Linked DNA regions of Oryzias latipes: region 2 is linked to region 1. Evidence: chromatin contacts called from public Hi-C data. All regions are on one chromosome and are shown on one strand. Each heading gives the region's core, a stretch centred on a gene start, on an enhancer-like site or on the middle of the called end of the contact. The rest is flanking DNA. Distances are from core to core; before and after follow the strand shown.

What was found. A called contact is a pair of places that touch in the nucleus more often than the background predicts.
Region 2: a contact with region 1 is called in a Hi-C map of fibroblasts, with 3 times the contacts expected there. The contact joins two enhancer-like sites. A contact is called at or near these places in 2 of 5 Hi-C or Micro-C datasets (embryo and fibroblasts).

What each region holds. Positions count from the first base shown.
Region 1 is chr11:1,049,296-1,055,220 of ASM223467v1, reverse strand. The region is part of intron 3 of LOC105354996 (CD209 antigen-like protein A); the gene reads right to left. Among protein-coding and RNA genes, the nearest start is that of LOC110015837, 15 kb to the right of the region's middle. Within about 2 kb of position 2,805, at least 2 of the 8 cell types and tissues checked have an H3K27ac peak or open chromatin away from gene starts, as enhancers often do.
Region 2 is chr11:1,122,618-1,128,542 of ASM223467v1, reverse strand. All of the region lies in intron 3 of LOC105354996 (CD209 antigen-like protein A), which reads right to left. It overlaps LOC101160671 (tripartite motif-containing protein 46), which reads left to right. Exons shown (of 12, transcript XM_020706885.1): 10 at 615-844; 11 at 1,788-1,855; 12 at 2,513-3,684. The coding sequence ends at 2,951. Among protein-coding and RNA genes, the nearest start is that of LOC101160671, 13 kb to the left of the region's middle. Within about 2 kb of position 2,657, at least 3 of the 8 cell types and tissues checked have an H3K27ac peak or open chromatin away from gene starts, as enhancers often do.

The DNA of each region.
Region 1 (5,925 bases), core at 1,556-4,055:
AAACTGTTTTGGATAAAACGAGGGGAACAGTAAATGCTTCATCTGGAATATAAACCTTTTCTAAATGAGACACACAGGAATTGTTCCTGTGTTTGTGCTTTCTGTTTCAGTTACCTTCAACCCCCCCACCCCAACCTCCACACGTGTTTGTGCAGAGGTTGGGGTGGGGTGGGTTTAGACGCTTAGGGCAGTCCTGAATAATTAAAGCATTCATTAGTCATTTTGGATCGTTGACAAGAACGTTTTCTATTTGATTTTTTGTTTTTTTAATGAAAAATAAATGTACATTTGGGATTTTACTCAAACTCATCAAACACACAATTATTAAAAAAGCTGCACAACAATGAAGCCACAAACTCAGACGACGGCAGCTGGCGTTCTCCAAGTACCAGCTGGCCCGACTGCAGGATTGTGCCATAAATCTGTGGCGCTCACATTTTCATGGCTGCTCTCACAGTCAGGAAGTGAGTGAAGCATCAGAAGATCATGCTTTGATTAAACATGCAGGGAAATCTGGTTCTGGAGTCTTTAGCCCAACGCAGCATGGGGAGCCCGCCGGGACCCAGCAGCCTTTGCAGACATGGCTGCGTGTTTGCAGGGAGGGGTCCCGGCGACCCCTCCCTGCAAACACGCAGCCATGTCTGCAGAGGTGCTGGGATGCATGTTTGGGACGTGTGTTCTGTGGACGTGTTGTTGTTGCGAGCGTTGCGTGCTGCTAAAGAGTTGATGTTGTTCCGCCCCTCCTCCCTCCTTGCTTTGCTGGCTATTCTGGGAAAGTCCAAATTACAGTCTTTCAGCGTGTGGTCAGCTCGTGTGGTTCCAAATTTGTACTTTACCTACGGGTGCTGCTCCGTGCCTCCCCCGTCTGTATTCCCCAAATCTCTCCAAATCTGCCTTAAACAAATACGACACATTTCTCTTCCTTTGCAGACTCCACTACTCTCAAAAAAATTCTTTTTGTTGTTTTTTGTGTCTGAAGTGTACATCTGTCCATGTCCAGAAGCTCTCTCTGCGGTTGATCTGCTCTTCCTCGCACTCATCAGCTCATCTTTCTTGTTTTCTTGTTTTCTTGCTGTCTGGATGGGAGTCCTGAACACGTCTCCATGTCTCCCAGAAAAACAAATCCTCCCTGCGGCTCCGCTCCGACGCAGGCCTGCCTTCCTGTCTCCGGCCCGGCTGTAATTACCATGGTAACCTATGGATGTGCAGTCTTCCCTCCATTCACAAAAGCGGTATTTCTGTCCACGTCTGAGCGGCAAAAGTTTCTTGTTTTCGAAGCATTTGTGGATTTATGCCGATGCTCATTTAGCCTAAGCCCTGTCCGACAGTAAACCCTCGACTGACCTTCCTGTTAGCGGCCACACTCGCTCATCTGACTCGTTTTAGGTGAAATCCTCTGAGGTGAGTCGCTGCTGCACTTGCTGCCTCTTAGGAGGCGTTCAAAAGACCTAAAGATGCTGTTTGTTTGTTTGTTTGTTTAGGTTCTGTTTACAGTCTGCATCCTCGGCCTTGATTAACTTTAGCTTTTCCTCTTCTGTCAGAACTGTTTTCGGAGGATCCGGATCTGAGTTGGGATGCAGGACGTCTTCCTTGCTGCTGCTGCTGCTGCTGCGGTTTGACGCAGAGCTTTCTGGACGGGTTCAGTACAGATTAAATCACCACGACCACCTCTGCTGCGAAGCATCACGTCACACGGCCTGATCCAGAAATAGACCACACAGTCCGTTATCACATCCAGACTCTAATTTTAGATTATCGTTCAGCCAAGATTAATGAGACTCCCAGGAGGGAATGTTAAAGCCTCAAAGTTTACACTTTAATCTGCTTTAACGTCTCCCGGTTTGGGGTTTTGATTTCCGGTTTTTAGCTTTTAAGAGCGACCGGATTACAGTCCTTTGGATGCAGCCTCTGCATCCGGCTGTCTTTGGTTCTTTCCTGCTCTTTGCCCCTTGGACTGTTGCTGTGTGCCCGGCTGAAAAACCCTCCAGCCCTCTAACCTGAGGGGAATCTGTGGAGGAGAAAGCTCAGAGGCCACCTGGAGGCCGAGTCCTGCCGGTGCAGCCAGAAGCCGTGGGGCTGTCAGCAGTGAGACTGGCTGCTTTTTCTGTCCCGTCTTTCTCCTCCTTTCCAGGTTTTTTCTGGACGACAAGAGGCGTGTTTGGTTCAGTCGCATGGATACAACAAACAAATAAATCTCCATAATTACAAATGCAGTTTTGCTGAACAGCAGCCAAGTGTGGTGCAAATCCAGCGCTGATGAGAGCGCTGCTCAAACATCCAACTAGGATCCCCGAGAAATATTTCCAGAACATGAATGACGTTTATTCTTAAGCGTAATCATCATGTCAAGCACAAACAAGGTCAGTAAATGGAAAATGCTCTTTTGACAACATTTCACTTCAGAGAACACCAGACACGCCTGTTTTACAGTCAAAACCTATCCAGCAGTTTGGGGGTCCTGCTTAACATAATAAGCAGCAGCAGCAGCAACATGTATGTAAAAAGGGGGTAACAGGGGGCAGCACGGGCGGCATGGGCGGGGCCTGGTTGGACCTACGGCTACACGGCACCACTCATGACTTCATTTTTTTTCTTTTCCCCCCAAATCTAGTCTGAACGGGTCAGACTTGGTTCTGTTTGAGTTCACAGATTTCTCGGCCCCTCTGACCTTCGTCCTTCCACACTTCCTCCTCTGCTTCTTCCCCTCCTTCCATCCTTTCTCCTCGGCTTCAGTGCAGTGAAAGGACTCTTTATCATCAGGCCTGAATGCTCCGGGTCCTCTAGAACCGCGGACAATGGGCCTGTCATCAGAGTGAAGCAGAACCCATGGAAGAGGAACAAAGACCCGGAGCTGAAGCGGGCCCCTCTCTGCAGCTCAGCAGCAGCGGTGGCGGTGGCGGCGGCGCCCTGCATTCTCTGTGCAGCTGCTGCCCTTTTGCCGCTTCTGTGTTACAGAGTTACTCTCTGAAAAGGCCTTTCGCCTCCTGCAGACTCCAACAGACCTGCGGCGAGCTCACGCAGACCCCTCCTTCATGTGGCGTCTGCCATGAACATCCACAGAGAACAGGGATCAGAACCTGAGACCGACCCGGTCTGATGAACGGGTTCCACTGCAGGAAGTGACCCGACACGGTGAAGCAGCTCAGAGCTGAAGCTTCGGTACGTGACACACGCCACAAACACGTTACGGGAAAGGAAACAGCCGTAAAGGAAAGAGGCGGAGCTTAGGTTTACCTGTTCAGGTACTCTTATTTGACCAGAACACAAAAGAGTCTGATCATGAGTATTTTTTGGATCACGTCATCATCCAAATTCACGTTTATCTGTGTCGCAAAAGCAGGAATATTTTAGTTCTAGAACATTTTAGTTTTCTCACATCGCTCTGAGACGACAACATTGGTTGAAAAGAATTAAAAAAGTATTTTTTGTTTGGGAATAATATGATCATTTTGATAAAAAACATTTTGACGGACAAAATGTTAAGTTGTATTTTTAATAAACTGAAAAACTGGCAAACACATTTTTAGTTGAACTTTAATCAAAACCACCAAATTCTTCTTCAGGTTCAGACTTTCCTAAAGAGTTTGAATAAAAGTTCTCTAAGTTAAGAAGAACAACAAACACACTGGAAACAAATATCTGTAGTCTGTTTTTGTGACTTACTGCGGCTTCAGTCACTCTGAACGTTTACAGTGAAAAGGACACATTTTCTCCTGATCACGTTGTTCCATCCAGAAATCAGAAAGTGTTTTACACGCCAACGTCTGATCAGGATGTGAAAATATGAGACTACAAACAAGAACTAACATTTCTTAGTCCGTCATTCTGAACAGATTGTTTTAGCAGGACCTACGGTGGTCCAGAAGGGTCACACCACAAAACTCACAACACAATAACTCACAACACTTAGTGAGTTATTGTGTTGTGTTGTTAGTTAATTTTTGTTAGTGTTGTGACAATTTGTATTTGTTATCTTATGCTACGTTGCAAAATCTAAAGTGTTGTGTTGTGATCCTTCTGGGCCACCGTACTTTTGAAAATCTTGAAATACTGCTAATACTAATACTGTGTAATATGGTCAGATTCACAAAAGTCTACAGAAGGACATTCGTTCAGACAAAGCTCGTTAATCGTTACTGTGGAAGATTTCCTGTTCTGATTTCCAGAAGCTTCTATCACATTAGTGCTTTTCAGGGTCTGTGACTGCAGTCATGACCATGAAAAAGGCCGCCGCTGACCCCAAACTGAGGTCAATCCATTTCTGAAAACAGACAGGAGTCACTCAGCATATCAACACACAGACGGCCCCCGGCCCCATTGGAGTCATTATCCCTTTATAGGAGCAGGAACTGATCCATAATGTGGTGACCACACAGCTGCCAGGTCCGATCAGAACCTCTCCTGAACCTCTGGCTGCACCGATCCATACGGATCCCGTCGGGGATTCTGCTAGAGCGCGAGCTAAAAGCCGAGTGTACCGAAGGAGACAGGATGTCATCACCTCATGTCCACTGCTGGGACACGTTGAGGGACGTCTTCTCTGTTGGAGACAGTAGATTCTGGTCTCTAACGTCCCTCCATGAATGGAGGCTCCAGCTGAGAAAGATAGAACCCCCCCCCCCCCCCCCCCCCGCTGCTGAAACCTGGACTCCCCTAAACGGGTTCTGGCAAACATCTGCCTGACCTGCAGGAAACAGAGGTGAACGGGAATAAATGTTCCGCCTAAACGCATTGTTATTCTGATCGTTTGTAATCCTACAACCTGTTAAAAAACTGAGAGCTCAATCAGCAAAAACTTGACTTTGAGTGGAAAACATTTGATTTCTTCCAAAAAGGCCAGAAATCCTTTTTTTTCCTGTTAATGTTTTAGGAAAAAAAACTTTCTAGAAATAAACTAAACTCCTCCCAGAAGAAACTTTAATTCTTTTAGTTTGAGCAGATTTTGGTTCAGAGAAATATGAATGGATTTGCTGAATAAAACAACTTCAAGAGAAAATGTGCAAAGAAATGAATAAATACAACTTTGACAATAATTTTTGTTTTGAAACATGATGATCTCAGAATTCTGAGATTAAAGTCAGAATTCTTTTTGCCCTTCTTTTCTCCGTGGCTCCAATCGTCTGCCGTAGATTTTTTTTGATGAGTTTCCACAGATTTCTCCAGGCCCCGCCTAAAATCAACCTTCTTCCACCTTTCAGCAAATCCCATCAGCTGTTGCCCCAGCGGCAGAGATTTTCATGCCGAAAGCCCTTCCTGACAAAACCCTGTGTTCTAATCCGGGCTGGGGACCGGCACAGGGGGGCCCAGACTTGGGCCCCATGGTGGCTGCATCGTTAGGCAGGAGCGTGAAGGGTCTTCCCCATGGACCCACACTGCATGAAGCTAATCGCGCCCCCTTTGGGAATCGAACCCTGATTTTGCAAGCATCAACTGAGGCGTCCAGCCACTACAAAAACCCGAAACTTAGCAGGGTAGAATTTTTTTCCATCCATCTGTGGCGTAGAAAGCAGCAGAACATGTGAAGAACATGTGAAGAACATGTGAAGAAAGAGCATGAATGTTTGCATTGAAGCAAAGGTGAACCAAAGACATATTTAATGTTGTAAAGACATGGATCCACAGAACACAGGGACATTTTTGACAGTAGCATGTTTACAGCAGAGGATGGATTGCATAAGGACCGTGCCAGGAGGTGAACCGTGCCGCCGTGTCCTGACTCGTTGCACTGCCTCAGAGTAAATGCCCCTTGAGCGTGAAAGCGGCCCGAACCTCCTCCTCACTCGGCCCGTTGACAGACGTCATCCTACAGGGGGGGGGGGTCCTGCTTCATCTGCTTTTATCCGTTAGAATACGGCAAAATGCTGCCGCGCAGATGTTTGTGTGTTTGCTCCGACTTGACCCCACCCACTGACACCGGCGCTATTT
Region 2 (5,925 bases), core at 1,408-3,907, 73 kb before region 1:
CAGCTTTGTACTTGTCATCTTCAACTCTGCTACTTCCACGCTGCCAACCTACATGCCTCCCACAGAACGTAAGAAGCGCCATGATTCTCATCCGTCCTGCCAGTCCCCCCTCACCCCCCCCCGCCGTGCAGCCGTCTGTCCATGACCGCTCGGGTTCGGGAGGACCCGGGACGCGTCGGCATGGCTCAGACTCGGCTTCTGTCCTCTTCTAAACCGTTGGTTTGGGTGGGGGAGTCCCTTGTGCCCCGCCCACCGGTTTACGTTCCTGCTTCCTGCCCTCTGTATTTCCTCCACAATAAAAACTCAACTTCCCATGCAGCCCTGCAGCTTTTGTTGCAGTACCTGCAGTGTTTTACTCCCTGAGTCATCAGTGTTCAGATCAATATGTCCTTTTCTCTTCCAGTGCTGCTGGGGGGGGGGAGGTGCATGCCGGCTCTTCCTTCTGCTCTTCTTGCTGCTTCTGACTCTAAAACTGTGAACTTTCCTTCTGTGGCCCCCCCAAAACCCCCCGTCCTTCTAAGAGTCTATTTTCTGAAGGCCTTTCTGTCTTTTTTATCCTCTTGACATCTTTTTTTCCTTCTCTTTTCCGCCTCATCTCTGCACTCTCATCTAAGTTCTGAACTTTTACTTGGATTCTCGCTGGGGTCTCCACGCCGACCGGCTGGTGGTCAGCAAGGAGCAGCGCGGCGCCCGCAGCGTCCCCGGCCTTTCTCTGCTGCAGGCCGCCGACCACGCCCTCACCTCCTGTCATCTGACCTCTGACCTCCTGGTGGGAGATGTCGCCATCACCCAAGGAAGGCACTACTGGGCATGCTCAGTTGAACCCGGATCCTACCTTGTGAAGGTAAATCACAGGAACTTTATTTAAATCTGGAGGACGTCCACATTAAAATATTAACCCAAACATAAACTGTTCAATGATCATAAACCTGGAGGGAAGACGCCCTCTATTGGCACAGGCAGTAATGACACTTTTTTCTACTTTTTCTACTGATTTTAGGACATTTCTTTGCTGAACAATTTGGCTGTAAACTTTAAAAAGCTCCAGCAATCATTTTAATGTCCTTCCTCCACATAAAACAAGATGTGGAATGATAACAATATTAGAAACCTGTGTTATGAGGACATGCACAAAAGACTATTACACAGAAACAATAGAAAAAATAAATCAAATAAAGACATTTGCAAAGTATTGAACGGTGTCATTAGGAAACACACAGAGAAAACAAATTACCCAGACTCTTTAGATGAGATATGCAACAAGATCCAGGATATGACAAAGGAGTTTAATGAATATTTAGTAAAAATAGGGCCAAAGTTAGCCGACGAAGTAAACTGTGCTAATAAATCAGAAAAACTGTTGAACACCACATAAAGAGAAATCCAAACTTTATCTGTTTGAAACCAGTAGAAGAAGAAAAAATTCTAAAACTCAAAAAACATCTACAGACGTACCAGAATTAATATGATGGTGATAGAAATAGATTCCATATTTGACCCGCTAACCTACATTTGTAATTTATCCTTTCAAACATTTCCAAAAAAAATCAAAATAGCCAAAGTAATTCCATGACATAAATCAGGGAACAAACATCAACTAACAGACTCCAGAGTCTTTACTCTGACAACGCTGGACAGAATCAGGTCATTTTTGATGACTAGGGTTAAAAATCTATGGAATTAACCTTAAGAAATGTTATCAGAATTTGTGTAAATTATTTCAAATACATTTGATAGTAAAAAAAAAAGGCTTCAGATAAACTTTGGTATTTTTTCCTGTTGATCAGGTGGGGGTCGGTCTGGAGTCCAAGCTGCAGGAATGGTTTCACCTTCCACAGGACATGGCGAGTCCACGGTGGGTGGAGAGGATTTAATCTTATTCTGTATATTTATTCTATATTTATTCAATACCCATGATGCTCCACCAATCCACCACGCGGTGCGTCTTTGTATTTGACCAAAGGTGGACATTTTCACAGATTTTTAATAGCCGTACATCACAGAAAATTAAAGCATATCAGTAAACAAAACCATTCTTAAGGTGGAACGTCTATTATTACGCAAAATGTAAGAATTTGAACCGTACATTGAAATTCTTAAATGACTTGACTTAGTTAGCTCTAATCAATTTTTGATCGTTGGATTCTAGATGGACCAAAAAGCCTAACAGTTTAGTAAATAACATAATTTAGTTTAATTTTTGTAAATCACAGCTGATGTCACACTGCCTCTATTTGCTTCATTGAGGTCATCCTGTGTGGCAGGGTGTCTTTTATTTTGAAAGGAAATCATGGCAATATTTTCAATTAACAAAAATCTATTTCAATATTTATTTATGCTGAAAACAATTTATTTGTATTTATCCTAAGTGTTTTTTTCAGTCAGATTTTGCGACTCTTTTAGGGTTTTAGTCGGTGAGAAATTGGTCTTCAGTTGTTAAAGGTCGCTGACCTGTGACCTCTGACCTGCAGGGCTGGGATCATCTGTGCATTGAGATGTTTTTTTGCTGCAGGTATGACCCCGACAGCGGCCATGACAGCGGGGCGGAGGATGCGCTGGACTCTGCGCCTCCGTTCTGCTTCCTCACCATGGGGATGGGCAAAATTTACTTGCCTCAGCACAGCAACCACCCCCACAGTAACCATGGAAACGCCAACCGAGATCCCAACAGCAACGGCCCCTCCCCGCCCAAAGGCGTCACGTACCCTCTGCCGCCGCGGCTCGGCGTCTGCCTCGACTTCGAAAAGGGCCGCGTGACCTTCCACGACGCCCACTCGCTGCGGCCCCTGTGGGAGGGCCACGTGGATTGCTCCGGCCCCGTGTGCCCGGCGTTCTGCTTCATCGGCGGGGGCGCCCTGCAGCTGCAGGAGCTGGTGGCCAACCGCAACGCGGACCAGACTCCGGTCAGACGGGTGACCATCCAGCCCCGCGTGTCCAACCACAGCGCCTAAAGGGGGCGGGGCTGGAACGCCACTGCAGAGAGAGAGAGTCTGCATCTCAGCCATTTTCTGTTTTGTAATTGATTTTCATGGATAAGACGTTTCTATAGCAACAAATATGCAATGTAATTATGTTTCTTACTTCTTTTTTGTTACACGCAGATTTGCAGGATCGATTATTGCTTAAGGAGTGTGTGGTCGTTTCATCGTTGATGCTTGCACCTATAGTCAGGCTTATGCTGCATATATTTATAAAGCTGATGTTCATGTCTGAGTTTTATCCGTCCTGTGATCATGATTGCCATTTCTCATAGAGATACAGAGAGTAAAAACACAAACTGTTTGATTGCATTTAAAGGCTGAAGTTATTGAAGCTATTATGATCTAAAAATAGATGTTTCTGGGCCGTGAATCTAGAGATTTTTTAACTGGACCTTTATTTAAGGTATCAAGAACATTTTCTTATTAGGACCAGAGACAGAGTGGAACATTGATTGAATGATGTGATTATGATGTGTTGTCTCCACTGTCCTGTTCGGTATTTCTAATGTTTGTGCGTCCTCACGTGTGCGTTTCATTCCCAGAGTAAGCGCCGACTAAAGAACTTCTGTCTCCTTTTTCATTTCAAGCTTTGCTTAAATGTACGTTGACGAGCAGTTCTTCAGATAGAAAGAGTAGCAAGTAAAGTGACACAATGTCTGCAGAGTAAGAAACTGAATAAATTCTAACGGTTTCAGTGACAAAAGCGGCTTCTGCGTCTGTTCTGTTGCTCATCTGCGGTCTCTGGTGTTTGTCAGAGTCACCACCAGGGGGCAGCACAAGACAAACCTCGTCGGTGTTCCTCACAGTTTAAAACTCCAAAATATATTCACTTTTCAGAAGATGGATGTTTTTTGAAGACCACTATCATACAGTTAGTATATTCAGTATTTGTGTTCATTCACAACCTGAAACAAAGATGTTCCAGATGAATTAAGAACTTAAAATTTGTTCTCCTAAAAATCTGCATTCAGCTTAACTACGGCTTTGATTTCCGACTCCATGTTCAGACGTTTCCATGCAGTAAATCAGGCTGCAGGGCAGGAATGACTACATTTTATAGACAAATTATTAGAGAAAGATTTAATGACTAAACTATATGTGTTAAATGTATTTGATAGGGAAAGAAAATGCCTTTAAAATGTTTTAAAGTCGAGTCCCCCTCCCTATTTTTCTTCTTGTAGAATACCTGACGGGCTGACGCCTGGAATGAGGTGAACTGATGGATGCGATGCTGCAGCTGAGAGTTTGGGTCCACTTGTCCTCCCATCAAAGGGGGGGTCCCAGCAAATCAATAGGAAGGGGGTGCTGGGGGGCCGTTCTGACCTCCTGATGGCACAGAGACGGGTCACGAGCGACACGGGTCATCAAGGTGGAGTCAGACAACAGTTGGGCGGAGCTCGGTATCAAACCCAAATGAGGGCAATAAAAGTCACTGGGAGGATCCAGTAGATCTGTAGGATCAATGCTTTGATGCATGAACCCCCATGCCTGGATTTACTTCCATTTCTGTAAAAAAGTGTTTTTTCCGTTCCTGCATTAAATGGTAGGTTGGGAGTTAGACGCCTACGCCTACATGGGGGGTTAAAAGTATTCAGGTAGTATGTGGTTCCAATTCTATACCACAGACCCCCAGAGGACTTTCACTCCATTTATTTTATCCATCCGTTTCTGGGTCATTTTACAGTCAATTTTTGGTATGTGTGGTATATTTTCTGTACATCATAGCAGAGGACGCAGATCAACAGCAAAATAATCGAATTATTTAGTTTTTAATTTACTTTAATTTTAATTTTTCAACATTCTTTTTTTAAAGAGGAGGTTCCTTGTTTTACTTTGAATTTCAAAACGATTAAACTGAAACCAACAATAAATAAATCCTACATGACCGTAACTTTAGTAAAACTATGGAATAAATCCTCAACATTTGTCAGTTTGAACATAAATGATTTTCTGTCTTTTCTTCAAATGACTGAACGGATGACAGTCGTGTGGTTTTGCTGCTGATGTCTGAGGCCTTTGATCATCAGTAACATCTGGGTGTTTACTCTGTATTTTTCACAATGATGTGATAAAGACAGTGACAATATAGTGTCTGTGGTTGTTTTGTCTTTTTGTTGTCAAAGTTAAAAAACAGCCTCTGTCTCTATTTCCGCCGAGTTTATTGTTCTAAAGTTCTGACTATAGTCATCAGCCAGTGAAAACATTCATCTATTGTTGTTTGAAATGAATAAAATGAACTAAAAACAGGTCAAATAATGATCGACAGACGGATTTCCCTTGTGCCTAACATGGGTTTGAACCATAGACTGTATCTGAGACCTGGACTGAGTGTGACGTCATCCACAGAAAATGGTTTATTCCAGCTCCAACCAAATGAAGTGACCTCAGTCGACTTTTATTTTGTCAAATGGATGCCTCCATGTTGGAGCCAGACGTCGTCATTAAGCAGTGATTGGTCCAAAGCCAATCAGAGTCATCGTTTCTATGGAAACCAGTCAGCAATCATGAGTGAGCTTGTTGGAAGGCCACACCCCTACCGCTTGAAGGTTGGCTACGCTAAAATCTGCCAAACGTTTTTGAACGTTGGACGTGGGGGGGCCAGCAGGCTCCACCTACTTTTATTGAAGCATCTGATTGGTCAGTTTACAACTTGAATGACTTGAACTACAGAAAAAATATCATCAAAAAAAGAGGATTATCAAGAAGATTTAAAAAAAGACGCATCAGATCCAGAATGCCTATTCTGACCAATAGAATCGCTCTGTGGGCGTGTCCAGATTCCAGATCAACTAAAAAACCATTTAGTGTCCTGGATTTTAACACAATTTGGACGCCGTGCTCACTACTTTTTTTTGTTATAGCTAATATTGTAAGGATTCTGTGGTTTTGTTCTTGGTCATGTTTTTGGTTTTCATTTAGTCAGTATCTCCAGTTTTCAGGTTCA